2 separate regions of the Pelodiscus sinensis genome follow, and region 2 is linked to region 1. A link is a contact called in public Hi-C data. All regions are on one chromosome and are shown on one strand. The core of a region is the stretch at or near the end of the contact, and the rest is flanking DNA. Distances in the headings are between cores, read along the strand shown. Region 1 holds the start of RPL7 (ribosomal protein L7). Region 2 holds the start of TERF1 (telomeric repeat binding factor 1).

The links. Hi-C and Micro-C count contacts between places; a contact is called where the count stands out from the background.
Region 2: a contact with region 1 is called in a Hi-C map of blood, with 5 times the contacts expected there. The contact joins the promoter of TERF1 here to the promoter of RPL7 in region 1. A contact is called at or near these places in 3 of 5 Hi-C or Micro-C datasets (blood, liver and an unstated tissue).

Annotation. Positions count from the first base shown.
Region 1 is chr2:54,067,617-54,074,174 of ASM4963464v1, reverse strand. It overlaps RPL7 (ribosomal protein L7), which reads right to left and starts at 4,515. Exons shown (of 8, transcript XM_075920526.1): 1 at 4,400-4,515; 2 at 2,983-3,085; 3 at 2,116-2,282; 4 at 331-468; 5 at 1-26. The coding sequence starts at 4,413.
Region 2 is chr2:54,268,682-54,275,482 of ASM4963464v1, reverse strand. It overlaps TERF1 (telomeric repeat binding factor 1), which reads left to right and starts at 3,474. Exons shown (of 10, transcript XM_075920523.1): 1 at 3,474-3,832. The coding sequence starts at 3,607.

The DNA.
Region 1 (6,558 bases), core at 3,266-5,765:
CATGCACAGATTTCAGATTGGGGTAACTTAAATACAAAAGTGAGGTAGAAGTGATTGGGATTCTCATTCAATAATGCCAAAAAAGAAGTTTTATATTAAAATTTATGCTTAGGATTATGACAACGTGCACACCCACGGTAACAGTCAGGTGGCAACATGATGCAAACACTATGTTGAACCAATGACAGTTCATGACACTGAGTCAGACCAGGTCCTGTGTTTACTTTTTCTGCTACTTATTTCAGTGTTGAGCAATACAAGCTATATTTTCTTTTTCAAGTTGACTTGATACTCAACTGTTATTAACGTTAAATTGAAGACTTCACTTACCCCCATGCTATGTAGGGTTCAACAATCCGCAGCATGTTAATTGAAGCCTTGTTGAGTTTTACAAATGTGCCATTGAAAATCTGACGTAGGCGAAGAAGCTGCAATACCTTACGGACCTTGGGGCTAACTCCATTGATACTGTAAAGTGTAAAAAAAGACATGGCTATTTGTTTTTGATTCCGGAATCAGCTATGCACTTACGAGAGAGTCAAAGTAAACAATTATAGTGAATTTTATTATGTTTTCCCATCTCTATTTTTGAGGCAGATTACGAATATTATATATTGACTAATTGACAAATCAAACAGTCGATTTATTTTGTATCGACTATTCAATTAGCTGACAGAATGCCTCTGCCTTTGAAGCATAGCAACAGCCCTAGGGCTTCAAAGGCGAAAGTGCTGCATGAAGCCCAGGGTCATCTGGGGTCTCCCAGCTACAATGTGGCGCTGCTGCTTTGAAATGCTGCATAAAGCCTGGAGCACCTCAGTTGGCCCCAGGCTCCATGCAGCATTTCAAAACGACAGCGCAGCATGGAGCCCGGGCTCTGGCCCCAAGCACCAAGTGGCGCTGCCACTTTCAAGTACCCTTTCCTCCCCCTCCCCCTTATCGGATAGTTGACTAGTCTTTCACATCCCTACAGCAGATCCACTTTTAATGTGGAGTCTCTCTTCAACAAGTTAACAAGGGCTCAGCTGGACCTACTCTTGAGAAAAAGCAAAGCAAGAAGTAATAGAGATGTAGCTGTGTTAGTCTGGTCTTGCTGAAACAAAAGACAGGACTATGCAGCACTTTAAAGACTAACAAGATGGTTTATTAGGTGGTGAGCTTTGGGTCTGGCCCACGGAAGCTTATCACCTAATAAACCATCTTGTTAGTCTTTAAACTGCTGCATAGTCCTGTCTTTTGTTTCATCAAAGCAGGAAGGTGATACTGTCAATTCAGAATTCAGTGCTCCCATCAGTAAACATCCAGGGATATGGTTCTACTTCAATAAGAACCAGATAGGCCCTTCTTTAAACAGCTTTTTTCTTTGGATCACTTGGTTTCCCTCTCATAGTACATCTTTAAACAAGCTGTTCTGAAACATGTGGAAAGAGATTTCTATGGTGCCTCGTTAACAATGGCCTGCACTAGGGATGTAAAAGGGTAACTGGTAAGCCTCATCCTTAACAGGTGATCCTTACCAGTTCATGTTTACTGGAAGGGGCTGTAAGAGCTCCCTGCCTGCCCTAGCAGGGGCTTGAGACACCCTTTCTGGGAAAACTTCACTGCAAGCTCCGCAGTATGAAGCTGAGCCTGCAGTGTGTGTAATTGTGTAACCGCTAAGATCTTAAAATGATTTTTACATCCCTAGTCTGCAGAGTTATTCATATTATCCAGTTTATGTCATAAAAGTAACAAATACTCATTTTTGCAATGTTGCAGGTATATAATAGAACAAGCATGAGAACAATTTAAATTGGTAGACAAACATGTTATTATCATTACATTACAAGATGAAATGTAAATGAAGATAATTCACTCCATGCACAGTGCTACTTTAACTCTTCACTGACAATGCCAAAACATGGGCTTCCTTCCGAACACGCGGGTGGGTGGGTGTGGCATTAGGAACTAGACTGAGTGAACAAGACTTCTGCTAGTACTATAAATCCACATCACTTGGGTGATTTACCAGTGGATGGCTTTTATTACAAGTTACGTGAACTTTAATGCTGGAAGGCAAATTTCCCCACATATTTAATAAAATGTAACCATAGTCCAAAATATTAATTAACTTACCCTCTGATTCTGATCACAAAGGCCAGTTTTGGTTCAGCAGGTACATAGTAATTGCCAGCTTTGCGTGCCATTCGAGCCATACGAATCTCACTTCTGTACATTTGCCTGTACTCCTTGTGATAGGCCTGAGCTCTTGCATAAATGAGTTTTCTTTGTGCTTTACGAAGCTGAAATTAGGCGTAAAATATCATTCAAAAATTCATATGTAGCTGCTGTATACCAACAGGTCATTCATAATTATGTTAGCCTACAACAACTCAATTGTATTATTGCAAGTGGTCAATAAAATATGTAAACTGCCGCCACCACGGGCTCTTCTACATTGGCCCCTTTTCCGGAAGCGGCATGTTAATTTCAGCCATCGTAGTAGGGAAATGCGCGGGGGATTTAAATATCCCCCGCGGCATTTAAATAAAAATGTCCGCCGCTTTTTTCCGGCTTTTAGAAAAGCCAGAAAAGAGCGTCCACAATGGCCCCGATCCTCCGGAAAAAGCGCCCTTTTCCGGAGGATCTTATTCAAAGTAGGAATAAGATCCTCCGGAAAAGGGCGCTTTTTCCGGAGGATCGGGGCCAGTGTGGACGCTCTTTTCCGGCCTTTCTAAAAGCCGGAAAAAAGCGGCGGACATTTTTATTTAAATGCCGCGGGGGATATTTAAATCCCCCGCGCATTTCCCTACTACGATGGCTGAAATTAACATGCCCCTTCCGGAAAAGGGGCCAGTGTAGACGTAGCCCACCAGTTTTAAAGAGGCAGTGATGCCTGGGGTCAGCTGGGGGACTGTAGTCTTTTACATCCTTAATCTCCACCACAGTGTATTAGAATTGCCTTTATTGTGAAACAATTAAAAAGCTTATTACAATATTTACCTTCTTTTGAATCACTAGCCTCTTCAGACGCTTGGCCTTTATATCTGCAAAAGCCTTTCGCTTTTTTAAAAGGCTTTCTGGAACAGAAGGCACCTTCTTTCCTCTAAATTAAAAAAAACAACAACAAGACTTGAGGGTTTATTTATAGATTGATTTCATATGACAAGTAATGAAAGATGTATCTGCAAATTTAGCTTAAATAAGAATTAAGCAGCTTGGATATATATAAATCACACAAACACACCCAGAAATTAAAATGCAGTTTATAATTACATGCCATCTCCCCGCATCTTCAATTGTTTAGGGTCTCACTCAGGACTGAACTCCTGTGTAACATTTTAATATGCACTTACTTACAGCATCTTTCATTTACAGATAAGGAAACCTGTATTGCTGTATGCGACTGAACAGCTACATCACACCATAAGGTAACTGCCCTTTATTGCTACTTCTAGGCATTTATAAAGCAATCACTTATCTGAATATGTAAAAGCACCAAGCAAACTGACAGTCTACCAACCATGCTCCCTTTCAGACACCACTTGGGAATCTGAAAATATTTCCTCACTTCATTCTACTTAAAATCATTCTGGCTTAAAACTGAGGCAAACTCTTACAAAAAACAGATCTTGCATCTAGCTCTGAATACAAATCAGCCCAGGGCCAGCCCAAGAACCACTGACAAATAGTTGCAATAGTGGCAGGAATGATCACTGGATATAGCCTGAATATCAATTAAATCTTATATTTTCTTATGAAGGAAACCCAAGTTCATTATTACTAAGGTTTGTAATTCAAATTTAAGCTTTACAGAAGTGTGTCAAAGACTCTTAGGAAATCACTTAGTGTTAGAATAATAATTGTGAAGTTTGTTCATTTACAGCTACATTGTGACCCTTAATAAATGGGCACAATCCCACTTGGTCAATACATCTAAAGGCAGCATCTAGCCCTAAAGCATCATACAGCACATTAACGAGGCAATAAAGGAAAGGACAGACTACAGTTTCAGAAGATCCTGCCCATAGGATACAGCCCGGAGAGGCTGTACATGCTACTGTCCCATCACATCATGATGGTCCCTGAACCGCGACACCATCAATAGCCGCAGCCGAGACACTTTCGCCTTAATCACAAGGGCCCAACGCAGTCAGGCTGCTGCATCCCTGCTCATCCAGAAGACTCTATCAAGTCCTCTCTGCACCAGGCGAGGCGACCCAACCGCCCTGCCACCCCAAACCCAGGCCGCTCCGGCCGCACGCAGGCCTGGGCCGCCGAGAAAGGACGGAGGGGGATCAATACGGGCGGTAGCGTGGGAGCAGCGCCCCGGCTGTCGGGTTCGAGGAGCCGGCTCGAGGATAGAGACCGACACGCTACGGATGGAAGTGGATTTTCCCTGTGAAGCTGCTGCACTTACTCTACACCCGCCATGATCCCGACCGGAAAAGAGAGGGCATGCGCATGCGCGTCCCGTACTTAAAAAATCGGACCCGGGCAGGGACCAACGTAAAAAAGCCCTGGCATTTAGCTGTCCTCGCAGTGCCTGGATACAATTCAGGAGTAGGGAGGTGACTACTCAAGTGCCTGGGCTACAGGTAGCCTAGTCAGGTGACCAAATTAAGGGAACTTAAGAGTTGGTTGTGAATGTGAGAGCTTAAAGCGAAGGGCTCAAAAATCTCACACAGAGTAAACTTCTACAGATCTGGAGGAAAAAGGCAATAAACACTTCCCTTAAAACATCACCAAAGCCCCTCTACCTATCAGTGATACTTGCCTACAGCTTCATCATGCTGAGTTAGGCACACTCCACAATTCCCACAATATTTAGGCCCAGAAATGTAATTTAAAATGTAATCTCTATTGTTATTGACGTAAATAGTTAATTTCCTTGGTGTGACTGATTATCCTTAGCTCTAAAAATGTTCTATAGGACTAAATCCTGACCCTGGGTGTTAATATTAACTTCAGTGGGATCAGGGTTATTATTTATTATTATTTATTTTTGTCATATACTAATAATGTATTCTGTACACAACACAAAAAACAGTTCAGGCTGTTCAAACAGTCAGTATAGAAAGACACTTTCTTATTGTTGTTATTTCATTTATTTATGAAGCCTAACTAGTGTTAAGCTTGCATAAAGGAATCATTGTATAATTTTGTTAATTTTATTTTGGGACTTGGACTTAAGGTGAGAAAAGGGACTGAAAATTGGACAAAGTCCCAGATTCATAAACATTTATGCACAAATTTAACTTCATTAGTGTGAATTATCCTACAGACTTAAATGGGACTTTAAGTCTTTTGCCATATTGGGCACCAAGTCTCTTTAGGTTCCATATCCACCTGTGTAACCATTGTGCACTTAAAATCATTTAAGGCATCACTGTCATAAACAGATAAACTTCAATGGCATTGAATCCACTTAACTAAAATAATCTGTTCATCTAAGTACAGTATTTCTACAGGCTGCAACTCACTGTACTCTAGAGTACAAATCTTACAAATGCTTGCATGTGGATGAAACTTTATTCCAGTTTTCTCGTTGACTTCAGTGGAACTGCATATGGAGTAGAGTTACATACATGCAGAGCAATCCCATTGAAAACAATGGAACTATACCATTCCGTGTAAGGGTCAAGCAGTTTGTCCCAGAATAATTAACAGCGTTACTATTGTTTTTCTTTATTTTGTTTGTTTCAAGCATCCAAAAATATGCTGTTAAGCATATATTGTAAAAGGATGAATTAATCATAAATGACATTTGAACAGTTAGTATTATAGATGTAAAACAAATGGTAATACGAATGTATATTAGTAGAGCACGTTATTCTCATGAATCTTACTAAAACTAGTTTAATACCAGGGGAATTAAAATACATTTACAAGTATATGTTTAATTACATTGTTATATTAGAATAACTATTATCCTATAGACAGAATTTCACTGTCAATAAGACACGGAAGTTTTTTTTCTCTGTCGAGCACCGCAAGCTGATTCGTTCAGCAGCTTACACATCATCTTCAAACACCAGTCTCGCCCGGGAAGCAACGTGGCCGATGCCGACTACAAAGCCTCTCATACCAAGTTCCACCTTGGCTACGGCTCCCGGACGTGTTGGAAGGCTGTAAGCCGAACTGCATGCTGGGACATGCAGTCCCTGAAAGCCGCTGGACTCAAGGAAACGCATTGCACTCTGGGACCTGTAGGTTAAGGGGATCGCTTTGCATGCTGGGACATGCAGTCCCTTCCAGTTGCCCAAGCTGGAAGTTTTGGCGGACAGTCAGGGCTCGCCTTTGCAAGCCAAGCGCTAGGTCCGCGCCATGGAGAGATGCGCCCGATGTCGCCTGACAGAATGTGGGCCGAGAAACCCGCTGAGCAGCAGGGAGCTCTGGTCCGGGGCTGCGCTAGGACGGGGCCGAGGCTGGGGTGCGGGCCGCCGGGTGTGCGTGTCAGGCAGCGGCGGAGAGTGGCCGTGGGAAGATGTTGATGGAACTGGGGACAAATCGGTTGCTGCTGGGGGGTGGCGTGACCGACTCCCCGGGCTGTGGGAGAAGATGGGGTGGGCAACGCTC
Region 2 (6,801 bases), core at 2,225-4,724, 200 kb before region 1:
CAGAGAAATATGGTCTAAATGAAATTACTATAAGGTAGGTGCACAACTGGTTGAAAGACTGTACTCAGATAGCAGTTATCAGTAGCTCTGTATCTAAATGGAAGGGTATATCCAGGAGAGCACTAAGGAGAAAGTCTGGGAATAGATGTTTTTTAATATTTTAATCAATGACTTGGATAATGGAATGAGGAGTATGCTTATAAAATGTATGGATGACAAGCTGGGAGGGGTTGCAAGCACTTTGGAGGACAGTATTAGAATTCAAACCAAATTGAAAAATTAGAGAATTGGTCTGAAATAGACAAGGTTAAGTTCTGTAAAGACAAGTACAAAGTACCACATTGAAAAAGGAAAAACTAATTGCAAAATTACAAAATGTGGAATATTAGCTAGGTGGTAATCTGTTGAAAATAATGGGGAGTTATAGAGGATCACAAATTGAATATGTCAGCAACATGATGCACTAGTGAAAAAGACTAATATCATCGAGAGGCGTTTTACAGGTTGTCATACTAAAGAGACAGATGATAATTTGTCCCACTCCAGTCAGCAGTGATGAGACCTCAACTGGAGTACTGCATCCTTTCTTTGAAGTATGATGCCTAGAATTGATGTGCATACTTTGGAGATTGTCCTGAGGAGGACAACAAAAATGATCAAAGGTTTAGAAACCATGATCTATGAAGGTTAAAAAAGCCAGCTGTTTTGTTTTAGTAAAAGTTTATATACAATCCTACACATTTGGAATTTGGACTTCATAAATAAATGTATAATTTTAATATCTGGTTGTCACCCATATTAATAATTTCTAATACCAACAGCATATAAAGACGTAAGAAATCAAAATCTAGTCAGTCCTGGCTTCTGAAGTTGCAAATTTCTTATGGCGGCAGCTATAGAACAGCTGCTCTGGTTCTCCCTACCTTGCAGAGAAAATTCTGCCAGTGTCTGTCCCCACTGGGATAGCTTATGAAAGGCCAGTTTATTACAGGTCTTAAAGTGGCTCCAGAATGTGTACCTTATAAAATACTGGAAAAATGTACTACTAGGAGAAAGGTTACTCAGTATTTAAAAAAAGTAACTAATGGGCCAGCTCTAGATCTTGAATGTGATAAAAAATAAGATTTTAGTCACTATAAGTAACAAAGAAGTTAGCAAACAAAATCAATTTTCTAGCGATAAACAATAAAAAGAACATATTTATGGATTTTCCATAATGTTGTTGAATGCTTAGCTTTACCCAAGAAGATTTAAAATATGTAGCACTGTATGAATTGTGTAGACAATATCACTACGTGTGAAAAAAGTTTCATTTGAAAATTTCCCAAAAGGGAAAATTGAAAGGGAGTTTTTGGCTAAATTACATTTTCTGTCCCCACCTAAAATTTCCATATAGTGTCAACATATCACCTGTGTAGCAAATGGAGCTGATTGACTGGGCAGGGCTGATTAATCACCTGTGAAGCTGTGCTGCCTCCCAGTTTAGAGGGAACACCACTGTGTAGCCTCCTGAATGTATTAACGTTATTTTGACATTCATTTGATATTTGTCTCAGAGTGAACCCCTTTGTTATTCATATATTTCAGTATACTTTCTGCAACATCATCTTTCACAAAGATTAAGCTTTTGCTGATTGGCACTTAGTGAAAAGGAACTGTATCAGTTTTATACTTTTAAATGACAGAAAAATATTCTTTCTTCATTTGGCAACATGTTGTTCCAGCACTACATTCAGTTTTATCCAATTATTCACATTACATGCTTTGCATCCTCGGGGATTACTTCAATCTTTGATCCTTTCTACATTTTTTAGATGTAGCTGGATAAGTCTGTCTCTTCCCTCTGTCATCATTTTCGATGCTTTCACGATATAATGTAGTGCCATTCCTCAAACCCTTACTTTCCCTCAAGCCTTCTAACACAGGGTTACGCTAACCAGTGAAGCCAGAAAATCACAATAGTTTCAGCACCTTATTTTCCTGAGGAGGTACAGTTTTCTAGCTGTTAGTTCCTGGCAAACCAAGCAAAGAATGTAAATTACAGACACTAGAACTGCTGGAATTTCTGCCTTCTAGACAAGAACAGTTTGGGATGTTCTTAACCGTTTCATGGAAATGTTCATGATCTAGGGTCAGATTCTGGTCTAAGTAACAACAGTGTAAATTGGTAATAATTCCACTGAAGTCAATGGAGATACTCTCTATTGCACCAATATGACTGATCAGAAACTGGTCCATAGTTTTGTAATCCTTCTGCCAGGTAGCGCCGGCAGCATCCAGGACCAGGTTTAATATCTAGGGGTTCCTTTTCATCCATCTCACACAGAACCGACTAGAGCCCCCACCCTGTAGCATGGGAAATTCACACACCCCTGAGCGCCTCTGGGAGGCAATGCTTCCCCACTCACAAGCACAGAGTCTGAGCGTAGAAAATAAACTTTTAATGAAAGAGGGAGAGAAGTTACATGGCATTAGCTAGGGAAAATACCACAACCAGAGTTCATACCCCCACGAGTAACCATCCCAGTTCAAATGGATTGTGCATTTGTCTCCTTTGTCTCTGACTCACTAGTCCAACAATAGAGAGGTAGCCATGATCTTGCTAAAACAAAAGGAAAAGGAATTTCCACTACATGCATCTGACGAAGTGGGTCTTTGCCCACAAAAGCTTATGCTCCAACACTTCAGTTAGTCTATAAGGTGCCACAGAACTCCTCGCCACTTTTGCAGATTCAGACTAACACGGCTACCCCTCTGATACATAAAATGAAACAAAATTATGCTGACAGAAAAGTGTGTCTGTAGGCTGTTCTATGCCTGTAGGTATGTTCTAAGCTGAACTCCTGCTGGTTTACACGGTATCTCCAGTAGGTGGCTCTTCTTGCATAGCTTTGCCATCAGAGAGTCTGTAGGAACACAACAAAGAGTGAAGAATCTAGGCTTTAATTTATCTTAAACTACTTTTTTATTGCATGTTCCCAAGTTACACACAATTACAAAGAAAACAAAATACATCTATGTTACGAGAATCTTACTTAGGAGCACTCACACGTTAAAGGGCTAGATATAGCGCTACCCGTTCAAATGTAATTTTCCCCACTTATCCATGCATGCACCCAACTGGGAAAAGATTTGTAAAAGGAGCTACAGAAATTATTGTAAGTCTAGAAAGCCAGAAACTTAAGAATCTCTATATATTTATCAATGAAACGATTAAACAATGACTTGATTGCAGCCTACAAGTAACCACCTAGGGAAAAGATTTCTGACAGCAGAGGGCTCTTTAATCTAGGGAGCCACGTGTGACGTCTCGAGCCTCCCAGATCCCACCCCAGTAGCATTACCTAGCCAATCAAAGCCCCGCGCACGGGAGTTGTATTGATTGAAGGCGTGAAGTCCCGCGACAGGAAGTGACGTTAGTGAGGGCGGAAAAGGCTCTGCTGCGGGAACATTTACGGGCACGGACCTGACGCAAATTGGGTGTGGGGTTTGCAAGGCGGAAGAGGCGGAGCCTGAGCGAAGCGGTGACGCACAGATTTCTCCCACTCTGTGCTGTTGTCGCTGGCGAGGCGGGGCCTGAAGCGGTTGGCGGCGGCGGATTTGAAAATGGAAAGCGGGGCTGAGGCGGAGCTGGGCGGTGCGCGGGCCCGCGGGGGCGCGGAGGAGGAATCGGGGGCGCGGAGTCCCCCTGGCCCGCTGTCCCCCGCGCTGCTGGCGGAGGTGGAGGCTGTAGCCGGGGGCTGGATGCTGGATTTCACTTGCTACGCGCTGTGCCGGCACTTCCGGGAGGGGCGTACGCGGGACTTCGAGCGGAGCCGGGACACGGCGCAGGGTGAGAAGGGCGGGGGCGGGTTGCGGCCTCGTGCCCTGTATTTGGCCCGGCCTAGGCGGCGCGTGTTGCCGTGGGGCGCTTCCCCGCTGCGCGTGCGCCTGGCCGCGCAGAGCCCGCCCCGCTCGGGCCCCTGGGAGCCCGCCGTATGGGGCAGAGCCAGCCCCAGTTGCCACTAGTGGGCCTGCTAGTGAGATACTCGGCTGCAGCCTTGGGGGGGCTCAGGGCGGAAGGGGGGCTGTGATATAACAGAGCCTGTAAGTGGGGGGAGGGCCCTCAAAGAAGGAGTGGGTATGCGTGGGGTACAGGATTCAGGGTCGCTGTGTATGAGGCGGGGTGTAAAAAGCAGGTAATTGGGTAACTACTCAGAAACAGCAGTTACATACACCCACAGCCTGGCATGGCAGCAGGCTCCTGCCTATCGGCCCCGCTCCCCTGGGAACTGACTGCTGTCCCATGCTGCTGCATGCTGATACAGAGTAGGTAATATTTAAAAAGCAGGTAATTGAGTAACCATGTAACCACTGAAAAATTCAGCAGTTACACCCACTGGCAGTGTGGGGCAGCAGCTAGCTCTCTGGGAGCTGGTGCACACCAGGAGCCAGCTTAAAAGCTGCTTAATAGCCCAGACTGGCTTCCGCCTGCCTGCCTACCCAATTACCCACTTATTAATGTCCCTATATGAAGATAAGAAGGGTCATACTGCGTCAGACCAAAGATCCCATCTAGCCCAGTATCCTGTCTGCCGACAGTGGCCAATACCAGATGCCCCAGAGGGAGGAATCACAACAGGTAATCCTCATGTGATCCCTCCCTTGTCACCCACCTCCAGAGAAACAGGCTAGGGATACCACTCCTAGCTAATAGCCATCGATGGACCTAATCTCCATGAATCTATCTAGGTCTTTTTTGAACCCTGTTAAAGTTCTAGTCTTCACTGCATATTCTGGCAAGGAATTCCACAGGTTGGCTGTGCACTGAGTGAAGAAAAACTGCCTTTTGTTTGATTTAAACCTGCTGCCCGTCATGGCAACTGTTGGAAGACAGGATATGGGCAAGATAGACCTTCCTGCTGACCCAGTATGGCTTTTCTTATAATAGAGCCAACAGCTGCTAGGCAGGATGGGCAGACATAGTATCCCTGCACTCTATTTGCCAGGAGCTGGGGATGGGCAACAATCATTTGATTGCCTCTTTTGTTCATTCCTTTTGAAGTACCTGGCATTGTCTTGTCTTCCAACAGCAGCGGCCACTGGGCTAGATAAGACCATTGATCTGACTCAGTAGGGCCATTTTGATGTTCTTATAGAACCCTGATGTATCTGCTTCTGCTGTAACCTATTAGACCTGTTTCCCTTCCAGAGCTAAGAGCGAGTCCTGACAGTGTCTGTCTTTCTGAAGAGTTAGTAGCCCAGAAGTTCCCTTCAAAATTGCCACCTACCTCTTCCTCTTCTCAACCTACCTTTCCTCCACATATGGGCACTCCCAAGTTACAAACATCTGACTTACAAACATCTGCTCATTAAGGATGTTAAATTGTGGTTATATAATCATGTAGTGAATAAGGAACCTTGGCCAGCTGTGGGCAGAGCCTCCCCTACTCCACCCTCCCTCTGCCTCTTAGAGGCAGCCGGGACTGATGGACAGGTGGCACCTCAGAGATGGTAGTAGGGTACCTGCACTGGTTCCTGTTTCTCTTCGCCTCCTCTTGCTGACTCTGAGGCAGTGGGGGGCGGAGTGAGTAGTAGATATGCCAATCAACTACTCACTTACATCCCTACTGCTCATACAAACAAAAGCTCACCTGCAGCCTCAGGGGAGCAGGCAAGAGGCACAGGTGGTAGCGAGCAGCACAGTGCTGGCTGAAGGACTCTGGAAGAGCAGGGGGCCATTGTGCAGTCAGCAGTTAGAAAGAAGTGATGCTTTGAAGGAGGAATTACTACTTCTCGCCAGCTGCACAGCTGCCCCCAATCCTCCAGCCTGTGCTCATGCTGCTCACCACATCCAGGTAAGAAGGGGTTGGATACAGCCTACAGAAGATGGGGTGGAAGATGGGGGATGGGGTGGTGCACAGCCCATGGGTCATAGGTGCTAAGGATTCCTAGAAGTCCCCTTTGGATTCTCTACCTACCTCTTCAGCCTCTAATTAAACCTCCGTTTCCTCAAGCACCAGCATTCAAGGTTAAATAAGCTTTCAATTTTTCATTGCAAATAGAGTTTCAGCTACAATACGGGTTGAATAGGCTTTTATGACTAGCCTGGGAACCTAACTGACACTTATAATATTGTTTCTATGGGAAACTGCATTCAGAAATCCAAACAACCAACTTATGAATGTGTTATGTCCCAAATGTTCATTTATAAGTTGGGGACTTTTACATTAACATTTTACACCTAACCAGGTAGAGAAGTGAACAACTGGTCAACTATTTGATAAGCAAATGCTTATTGGATAGTCAACTAGTCTATCAGAAAGAGGCAGCAAGGAGGCGGAAGAAGAGGGGTACTTCAAAGTGGCAGCGCAGCATGGAGCCTGGGGCTGGACCCCGGGCTCCATGTGACGCTGCTGCTTTAAAATGCCACGTGCAGCCCAGGGCAAGCTGTGGTGTCCCCAGGCTGCACACATCATTTCAAAGCGGCAGCACCATGTGGAACCTGGGATCAGCTGGGGACTCCCCAGCTGTCACCAGGCCCCAGTGATGACATTTGAAACGCTGCATGGAGCCTGATGCTGGGTTCCCTGCAGTGTTTCAAAGCAACAGCACTGCTTAGGGCCTGGAGTCAGTGGGGGACTCCAGCTGCTAAGGAACTTACGTCCTTAGAGAACTTCAGTGGGCCATTTCTGTTGCTGTGGAAGGTGCTTATCAATTTTGCTTCCTCTCTTCAGGCAGAAGTGAGACTGGCAGCTCAGATGTGTTATCTTGCTTTTCCCATGGAAGAGTTCACTTTCCCATGGAAAACTAGCTCAGGGC